2 separate regions of the Mus musculus genome follow, and region 2 is linked to region 1. Evidence: chromatin contacts called from public promoter capture Hi-C data. All regions are on one chromosome and are shown on one strand. Each heading gives the region's core, a stretch centred on a gene start, on an enhancer-like site or on the middle of the called end of the contact. The rest is flanking DNA. Distances are from core to core; before and after follow the strand shown. Region 1 holds the start of Zfp105 (zinc finger protein 105). Region 2 holds the start of Topaz1 (testis and ovary specific PAZ domain containing 1).

The links. Promoter capture Hi-C pulls out the DNA fragments that hold promoters and counts their contacts.
Region 2: a contact with region 1 is called in a promoter capture Hi-C map of embryonic stem cells, with 2.3 times the contacts expected there. The contact joins the promoter of Topaz1 here to the promoter of Zfp105 in region 1. A contact is called at or near these places in 18 of 39 promoter capture datasets (the 3T3-L1 cell line, the C10 cell line, the HPC-7 cell line and 13 more), 1 of 15 datasets of contacts at CTCF or cohesin (stem cell-derived epiblast-like cells), 14 of 484 Hi-C or Micro-C datasets (3T3-L1-derived adipocytes, the C10 cell line, bone marrow-derived macrophages and 6 more), 9 of 115 datasets of contacts at active chromatin or transcription factors (astrocytes, embryonic stem cells, fetal liver and 3 more) and 3 of 9 other capture datasets (adipose tissue, liver and macrophages).

The regions. Positions count from the first base shown.
Region 1 is chr9:122,920,281-122,925,476 of GRCm38.p6, reverse strand. Zfp105 (zinc finger protein 105) reads right to left here and starts at 2,399. Exons shown (of 4, transcript NM_009544.2): 1 at 2,259-2,399; 2 at 181-469. The coding sequence starts at 369.
Region 2 is chr9:122,743,632-122,748,734 of GRCm38.p6, reverse strand. Topaz1 (testis and ovary specific PAZ domain containing 1) reads right to left here and starts at 1,536. Exons shown (of 20, transcript NM_001199736.2): 1 at 1,173-1,536; 2 at 1-491. The coding sequence starts at 1,389.

The DNA.
Region 1 (5,196 bases), core at 1,150-3,649:
GTTGGAAGCTGCAGACCTACAGAACAACCAGCACATCATTCAGAAGGCAAAGTCTCACTATACTGCAAAGGAATAAAGGTCAGAGCCCTAATCAGGAAAATGGAGTCTGGGTCTGGCAGCAGAGGACCTGTGACACTATTTGGGGTCTGCATTTCTCTTCTCTCCAAGATCATCATTTACCTTTTCCTCATCTTCTGATACACTGATGCTTCCATAAGGACCCTCCCCTGGGGCACAGTCCTTGTCGTTCTCATAGTACACTTGTTGGCTGGATGCCTGACTTATGACACTTTCATCATCTTCTTCCATTTTCACCTTCTCTGGGTCCCAAGAGGCTCTGCCCATGGTCTCTTTCAATTCTGTAGTCATCTTCTCTGTTCAATGCAGGATCCTTGATAGCTGAGGGATACCCAACATCGGTCAAGCTCCATCTAACCTTCAAGTCTCCAGAGCCAAGATGAGCTATTCACTGCAACACCAGAAAAAGAGAGTTAACAGCTAATCTAGCAAGGATAACACACAGCCACTGGTTACTAGTCCTTGGTTGGTGGTCACAGTAAAACAGTAATGTTTCATTCTCCTTCAAATGATAGGGGCTGACTATAAATAACAAAAATAGATGTATAAATCACTTTTTATTTCTGATACAAAATAATATCTTGCCTGGTAGTATACACCTTTAATCCCAGCACTTGTGTCTACACAGACCACCCAGTGCTGCATACTGAGACTCAGAAAGAAAAAGGAAGGAAGGAAGGAAGGAAGGAAGGAAGGAAGGAAGGAAAGAATGAATTAACATTTTAACTGTAAAAACTATTATATAGAAAAAGAGTAAGGAAAAGTTCCAATCCAGTGATAATTATTATTTTACTTACAGTTTTTTTTTTACTATGGGAACTGATTTTGTTTTGTTTTCTTGTTTCCTTGAGACAGAGGTTCTTTGTATAGCCTTGGTTTTCCTGGAACTCACTCTATAGACCAGGCTGGCCTTGAACTCAAGAGATCTGCCTGCCTCTGCCTCCCAAGTGCTGAGGTGTACTACTACTGCCCAGCTAGACGGATTTTTAAAAAGGGGATCTTAGAGAGATTCACTACCAAGGAGAAAAGAATGATTATTTCAGAGAGTATAACTACAAGTACTTTTGAGGTTCTTTTTGTCTGTTTCATTTTTGTAGTTCCCACATCTTCCAAATATTTGATAAGACTAAATTTTGGTTGTAAAACAAAATTACTCATGTTGACCTTGTTTATCCTTATTTTTAATTGTTGCACAAATACTCTATAATTGTCAATAAACACATAAAACTGACCTATACATACTTTCGCATAAACATATACATACACAAATTGGGTGATACCCTACCCAGTCCCCAGTGTGTGCACCTTCAGGCTGCACTTGCACAGGGTTCACCCTTCTGGACTGGTGGTTTTGCTTGTTTCTACCGTGCTGGGAATCCATACAAAGGCCTAATGTATACTAGACAAATGCTCTACCACTGAGCCACAACCAGTTCTTGACTCAATGAGTGTTTTACAAGTCTTGTCTTTCAATATACGCTAGCTACAGAACACACACACACACACACACAATTCTGACACACAATTCAAAAAGATTTTAAATTTACAATCTTTTCTTTAGCAAACGTGGGCTTTATTGCTTATTTTAGTAATAGTTTCCTGTACGAAGAATTCCTTTGACCAGCTGCATTACTCCTTTAGAAGGAACTGCGTGATCACTAGCTTAAGGGTTTATATTTATTGCCAAACGGCTTTCTAAAACAGCATCTAAAGCCAGGCACACGACTACTAATTAACGGGACTTCTTTATTTCAGATAAGCCGACAGGGGTTTTGTTTTATTTTAAATAAAGCCAAACAATCTATTTTAGCTGTATATAAGGAGTTTGAGGTTTGTGCTTCTATCCCTCTTTGGTTCTTTTACTAGAAACCGGTGCTAATGTTTACTAAATTGCCTTATTCTGCTGCTGCTTCAGGGTACTCATATTCATTTTCCAACATCATCTTCACTGTGCAAACTTAAATTCCTAAGTAATGCCACGCTTTTCACCACGGCCTCAAAGAGTAATTCTGGCGGGTTATTCTGGCAGGAGAGCCTCTGAGACTCGTCTCACCACGTGCCTGAGTCTCCTGGCCAGACTGTCGGGCCCCTGGCCCCAGCAGGCCCGAGACATCTGCACAGGCCGCCCTCCTCCATCCCGACCAGCAGGCTCGCCGCCCGGCCCGGACACCCCGAGCTACCTCCCGGCCCCGCGATGGTCGGTGGAGAACAGTCCCGCGCCCCTCGCCGCCCGCTGCGACCGGCTCGCCACGAAGGCCCAACCGGGCCGGTGCCGCTTCGCGGATGAGACTCCAGAGTCTCTCGGCAGCAACGGGGCTGAGAACAATGACCGGACAGGAAGTGCCTTGCGCCGGGCTTCCGGCTCCCCAGGCAGGCCGGCCTCTCTAGGAATCGACGGGGGTCGTACACCTCGGTGCCCAGGGCGGGCAGGGCTTTAGCCCGCCAGGCAGCGGCACTCTCCCAAGCCGAGCCCCTACCTACCAGAGCTGACGATCTTAGAAAATTCCCTCAGCATTTTTATCTTCAAAATATCAAATGGTACAGAAAGGTTGATGGATGGTACAGAGGATACCCCTATCCTTCATCTCGACAATATTTGCCTTAATTCTCATATATAATTAAGGTCAATTTTGGAAATTATAAACAGTAAAACTCTTTATTCCAAGTACACCACCATCATTGCCAATAAGAAAAATTAACAACTATTCATATTCAGATGTACTTAACTGTCTCAAAAGATTTCAAAACCGTTAGAAGTGGTGGTGCACACCAGCACACAGAGCCATACCATAATCTTGTGGATCTCTGTGCACTGGAGGTTGGCCTGATCTACATAGTGAGTTCCAGCTTAGCCAGGGCTACATAGAGAGACCGGGTCCTCAAAACAAAAATCAAACCTAACAATAACAAAACTCACAAACATTTCAGGCAGAGATGCCCCCCAAATGAGTTTCACAATACTCCAGTTACCGCTCTTTGGTTTTGTGTGTTTGAAATGATAAACCCAGAGGAAGGCAGCGCCCTTTACTCGGGTTCCTCATTGGGTAAATCTTAAATGATTACACAGTATCATGCCAAGGACTGGTGGCTCACATCTGTGATCCCAGCTCTCAAGAGGCTGGGGCTGGGGCACTAAGAGTTTGAGGCCATAAATGACATCACATAGTATAGGGGAGATCCAGACTCCAAACCCATGTCTTCTGAGCCTAAATCCAGTGCTCTTCACAGGTTGTTCTCAGGCAGCAGAACTGGATCACAACTCTGGATTACACTATTATATAGGTTTTCTGTAGCACCTACACCATGTTAAGAAAATGTATGATGTACATGTTTAGAAACAATGACCAGTTTTTAAATTAAAAAACTTATTTTGCTATCATTTACAACCTCACCATTACCCTTTATGAGACAAACTCAGTTTCTTCAGTCTTAAAGTGCTCCAGAGCCTCTTTCCAGAGTCACAATAAATGATTTGGTACAAACTATCTTTTAATTAGAATTGAGATTGTTTTTCTAGACTTTAGAAACCTAGGTGAAGTTTCTTCAACTTGTCTGTCAGAGCGGTCATGAGTTTTCCCTATTAAGACCTAGGGGGTCATATTCAACAGTTACTTCACTGTGATTGTGTGCTGTTTCACATATGACTGTATTTTTCTTTTTTACTGTTCTGGGTTCAAATCCAGTGTCTTAGTTAGGACATTTCTGCTGTGAACAGATATCATGACCAAGGCAACTCTTATAAGGACAACATTTAATTGGGGCTGACTTACAGGTTCAGAGGTTCAGTCCATTATCATTAAGGCAGGGACATGGCAGCATCCATGCAGGCATGGTACAGGAGGAGCTGAGAGTTCTACATCTTCTGAAGGCTGCTAACAGAATACTGGATTCCAGGCAGCTAGGATGAGGGTCTTATAACCCACACCCTCAGTGACACACCTATTCCAACAGGGCCACACCTTCTAATAGTGCCGGGCATATTCAGACCATCACACCCAGGATCTCGTGTATGCTGGTAAGCACTCTTATACTAATGCATATGCCTAGCCCTACCTAGATTTCCCGAATCTCTGTTTGGGACTCAATGGACTCATATTTGCAGCCCAAATAATTCTCCCACAGTATGAACTTTTGTTATTGATGAAGTCTTGAAGTCCATAAGAATTCCTTTGTGAACCCCACACACTCATGGTAATTTTCATCTGTGTGAACTTTCTGTTGTACAGTGATGTTTTATTTTTTGCCTAAAAACTTTATTACAATCATTACACCCATAGGATTTCTCCCCTGTGTGAATTCTATGCTGGCCAATTACATTTCTCTTGGAGGCAAAAGATTTGCTGCGTTTCTCACACTCATAAGGTTTTTCCTCAGTGTGTATTCTCTGCTGTACCACCAAATTCTCATTCTGGCTAAAATCTCTTTGACACTTTCCACATTTATAAGTTTATTTCCTCCAGTGTGAATTCGTTGATGGACCGACCATAAGATTTCTGCTAGGGGTAAGGATTTTTCTGCATATATGACATTCATAAGATTTTTTTTCCCCACACTGTGAATTCGTTGATGTTCAGTAAGGTTTCTGTGTGGGTAAAGCCTTTCCACACTCACTGCACTCACAGGCGTCTTACCACTGTGGATTGCTTTATGCTCAGTGAGGTTCCTGACTGAACTGAAAGCTCTCCTATACTCACTACATTCAAAGGGCTTTTCTCCAGTGTGGACTCTACAGTACGAGCAGGCTTGAATGATAACACCTTCCCACAGTCCTCACACTTGAATGCTTTCTCCTGGGTGTGGAGCTTGTGCTTGTGAGGGACCATGAAACTTTTGGTCATAATAAAGGCTTTCCCACACTCTCCATTTATATGGCTTCTCCCCGTGACGGAGTCTCTCATGGTCAGAAAGGTCTCTGTTGAGTCCACAGTCTTTGCGCTCATGGAGAGTCTCTCCAGTGTGGAAGCTTCCATGGAAAATGAGGCTCTTCTTCGGAATAAAAACTCTCCCACACTCCGTAGGACTTTTCTCCATTGTGGAGTCTCTGATGTCGCACAGATAAGCACTCTGGCTAAAGCTTCATCACACTGGGTGCATTTGTAAGGCTTCTCTCTGCTCTGC
Region 2 (5,103 bases), core at 287-2,786, 180 kb after region 1:
CTCTGCAAGATTCCTAAGGTTTTCTTTCTTTAACTTCAAAGAGTTCTCTTCAGTGTGTAGACATACATCATGAGGTTTATCCTCAAAGTTGTTTTCATTATTACAACCTTCAGAATGGAGAAAACTGTAATCATGCAATTCAAAGCTGCAATTTTTTTCTACTCCAGGTGATAAGCTGTTACAAGAATGTTTTGGGGTATTCTTGAACAGTTCATCTTGGAATTCAACTTTAATATTTTGTGTTGCCTCATTTTTAGTTATTTCAAGAGGTGGATTTTCTAAACTTTTACATTTTTTAATTCGCATTCTTCTTTTAATACCTTCTCCCAATTCTTCCTTATCCAAAGACTGTAAGAAAGCCATATTTTGAAATTCACTGCACTCCACTGTTTGCAAAGACTCCGAACTGGTTATTGATGTCTTTCTTACCAGGTCAGTCCCTGGCTGTGGATCATCACTTGGGGCCTCAGTAATTTTTCCATTCTCTTTGGCTGATCAAAACAAGAAAACACACCAGAAGACATTTTTACACTGGGCAGAAAGAAGCAATATCAGTTAACAGAAAAATCTGTGAAGCCATCCATTTGTATTTTCCTGATGAGCTATTTAGACATACAAACTGATTTTCATATTAAGTATTAAAAATTTTTAAACAGGGTCCATTGCATAACACAGGCTGACCTCGAACTTGAGATTCTCCTGCTTCAGCCTCCCACCTGGTAGATTATGGGTGTGAATCGCCTTGGCCAGCTTTAAGATCTAATTAAGAACTAGAAATAAACCTCTATAAATTCTAAAACAGCAGAAAAACCTTTATAGATAGCATCATTTACTCTAGTTAAAACAAACCACTAGTATTATTAATTCCCTCGACAGTAATTATAATGATTGAGCTCCTAAATGGGCATACACTTATTTAATTTTTTTAATCCTTCCCATCTCACCTCTCCTCACCAAGTGCACTGGTAAATACCACACAAATACAACTAAAGGTTAGTAGTAGAGCAAAGACAGAGGCAGCTGAGGAAAAAAAGGCTTCGGGGTCGGGGTGACCACCAGCTTCCTTACTGCGTCTTCTGGGATGAGAGAGGGTTCTGCCTCCTTCACTGCTCTAGGCCCCCTGTTCACCGACCCTCCTCTGCTTGCTACCTTCCAGGACGCGGATGTCTCACCCAACTTGTCACCTTCTGTCTCTTCTCTCCCAGAAGCCTGGGTCACCATCCTCTGCTTCTGCCTGCTCTCCTCCTCGCACCCCCTGGCCTCCAGGCTGCAGCCTCCCCCCTCGCCTGGCTCTGGCGTCAGCGGAAGGCCTCGCTTCCTCAGGCCTCGGGTGGTGCCTTTGCACCCTGGCTCCTTGGTCGGGTCTGGGGGCGTCGCTGGCGGCCGCATCCGCCCACAGCCGCCCACTCAGCCTCTCTGGGAAGCCTAGACGGCCTAGAGCCGCTGCTCCCCCTGCAGGACACAGGCTACTGCCCACCCTGGCCCGGCCTGGCCTCGCTTCCGACCCTGTACCCGACACTACAGGAAGCGGAAGTCGGTGGGCTGGGCTCGGCTGGGGGCAACTGGCTGAGGGCCACGTGGTCCGCCCGTCCACTTGCTCCCTCGAAGAGCCCTGGCTGCACCCGGAGGTGACAGGGTCTCACCCCGGCCAGAGCCTCACCGCACAGGTTTGTGGTGGTGCCTCCTTGGGTTCCTCACCCTTCTCCAGACCTGGACTTCTGGAGGTGCCTGTTTCAGCACTGTGACAATGGTTGTCTACAAGTGGCTTCTAACTGCCTCCAACACTCCTGCGAGTCCACTGTCGCTTACTTCTCAATATGGCTGTCACATTATCCAGATAGCTCAGAGATACCCCAGCTGCTGACATGCAAAATACCATTTATTTCTGTAAAAGGTTGCTTCTCCGGTGTTGGCGGACAGAGGTTTCTAGATGTTCTTCTGGATTCCTTGCATGTTGATTTATCAAATCTGCTTGGTTCTATTTTCAGCCTTCGTTACTTCTCCCCCTTTCCCGTTACTGCGGCTCTGGCCCTTAGACTTTGACCTACAACACCATGCTTCTAATTTTATTGATGTCTCCATCCTTGTGTTAGTCCAGTCAAGTTTGACCAGCTTGCCAGGCCATGCCTCTCCATTGAAAGAGGATCCTGGTATATGCCCCATCTTGACCCTTCACAAACCTCCTTTGCTTAAAGATTGGAATGGAGTTTATCCTCCTTGTGTGTTATTTTGGATCCTGTCTACTGTGTCCATTTGTGAATATTTAATCAGTACTGACCTTGTAAAAGGAAAGTGTTCTTTTGTGGAAAAGGTTGTGGGTCTGGTGGTCATTCAGAGATTCACCAGTCTGATTCAGGTTTTAGTTTTAGTAAGTTAGAGGATTTTTATTAAAAAGAGACTGGCCAGGACTAGAGTTCCCTAGGCAAGGCCCCAGTTATTGTTAATCTAAGGGTTATAAAGGCAAAAACCATAAACTAGTAGTTTTGGGAACTAAATCAACTCATATCCTATCTGGGTTCAGGCAAGGCTTGCTTTTCTAACAGGCATCTCAAAGGTGTCTCAGATAATCCAAACAAGCAAGCATTTGATACAAAACTGGGCCTTAGCAGTTTAGCCTGTTCAATCTTGTGACCCATTACCTTGTAGAATAGCTGAGAGAGTAAAGCATTTTGCAACAATCAGCATTTTTTTTTCTTTTAAGAAGAGCCCAACCGTACCAGGAAGTAGTCCATTTTCAGGTCAGCTCACAGGGTACATTTAAGGTAGGAGCAACTTCCTCATTGCTTATACAAGTTAAAAACAATTTGGTTTTACAAGCCTAGCACAGTAAATATTTCCTCTAAACAATGTTCACCATTACAGAACAATGTTACCATTACAGGTAACTTCTAATCATTGCTAATTTTGCTTTGTTGTTGTTTTGAGACGGCCCTGGAACTTACTGTGTAGCTTAGGTTGGCTTTGAACTTGGACGATTCTCCTGCCTGACTTCCGAGTGCTGGAACTGCAGGCCTGAGCCATCACTGGGAGCTAATGGGAGCTTTTAGTTTCTTTTTTGTTTTCCCTTTCAAACAGATATAAAAGTGATAAGCAACAGGAACTCAAAATAACACATGCAAGTTCTTTCTAATAGTTTAATCGATTTCCCATCCTATTGCAAAAAAATTAATTTTCATTTACACTTAAATTGTTTCATAACCATTTTAATACTCCTGATCCATGACTGTATTTGTTCTTCTTACTGAACTTGTAGTTAAAAAGTGTACCTGATAAGAAAAATAGACTTCTTAACACATATCCACATCTATAGGCTCCAGCCTATCTATGCACTAGTTCTTAAAATGATTCCTGTTTGTGTGCCTGGCAAACTTCAAGTCACCCCTCTTTGACAATCAACCTTGTAGAAAAGCTTTCTGTTACCCTGGTCATTACCCTGGAGGGGTAAGAAGTTCCCTTTGGCCATTAACACATCATTTATTATTATTATTATTATTATTATTATTATTATTATTACTTATTGTTATTTTAAGTGTATTGATGTTTTTGTCTGTCTGTCTGTTTCGGTACCACGTAGTGGTTTGAATAAGAATGGCCTTCATAGGTTCATATATTTGAATGCTTAGTTATCAGAGAGTAGCACCACTTGAGAAGGATTAGGGGGCGTGGTGTTGTTGAAGTAGGTGTGGCCTTGTTGGAGGAAGTATGTCACTGAGGATGGGCTTTGAGGTTTCAAAAGACCATACCAAACCCAGAGTCTCTCTTTTTTCCTACTGTCTGCAGACTTAGATGTAGGACTCTTAGCTCTTTCTCCAGAACTTTTTCTACCTGGATGCTGCCGTGTTCCCTGCCATGATAACAACAGATTAAATCTCTGAAACTGTAAACCAACTCCAATTCAATGCTTTCCATTATAAGAGTTGCCGTGGTTATGGTGTCTCTTCACTGACTAAAAGACATGTGTGTTCCTGGTGCCCACAGAGGCCAGACAAATCTGTGACCCAACAGACTAATATCACCCAACAAGTGACAGGTTTTCTAGGTCCCTTTTCATTAGGTGTAGGGGCACTGGTTCAGATTTGGTTACTTCCTGGTAGGGTGGGACCACGTGGGAAGGGGGAGTCAGGAGTTGATAGGCTGGGGTTCAAAGGCAGGTATTAGTGTAGGAGCCTTTGGTTAACTGCTATCCTAGAGACTTCAAGAATCCATTCCTGGAGGAAAAGGAGAAGGCAAGGGGCTAGAAGAAAAAAAAAACCCAAACAAATGACAACAATCTGTCCCATAATAGGGGCAAGCCAGGCAAAAGAAGAGACTGCCATCAGAGTAAGGGAGAAGTGGGTTGTTTATGCCATTTGGGGATCTTTGCTTCATCTTGATTTTTAGTATCACTGCAAACCATGAAAAGGGGGCTTCTTTCCTCTATCCAGAAGACTGCATGTATATAAATTTAGAACAATGAGAAGTAATTTTAAGCCCGTACTTAAAAGATAACCAAAGGAAATTTAAAATCTTGAGCTTGTAACTATGATAATATGAGCAGTACTGTACCAGAGCTATATTAAATAGTTTATCAGAACTCTATGGATTAATGTTAAAACTTTGAATTTTTGAAATCTTTCTACAACAGTAGCATATAGGAGGCGGAGTAGCATATAGGAGGCAGAGTAGCATATAGGAGGCAGAGTAGCATATAGGAAGTAGAGTAGCATAGTGAGGAGAAAAAAATGTGAAGCATTTTTCACTTTTTAAAATATACCTTAAATAATTTTTATCACCATTTAAGCTTTTATGTCTTCTAACCTTTATAACTTGTGTTTACTAACCTTACAACACCTTTTTAGACCCTAAAACACTTTCTTAGATCCTGACAACGTAAGCTTCTGTATCCTCAGAACTTACATAAACTTGATATCTTTTCCTATCTAATTATTCACCATGAGACCTGGGTGGTTGATTATTGGGAGCAGTCTCAGTAAAGCGAGTTCCTTTAGATAGAGGAACAGTAAAGAGTTACTTTGAAACTGGCTTCCTGAGTCTGCTAATAAGAGAGACTGTGTCTAGACCTAGTAGAGGCAGCTCTAGAAAAGTGAGGTTTGAAGCCTGAGT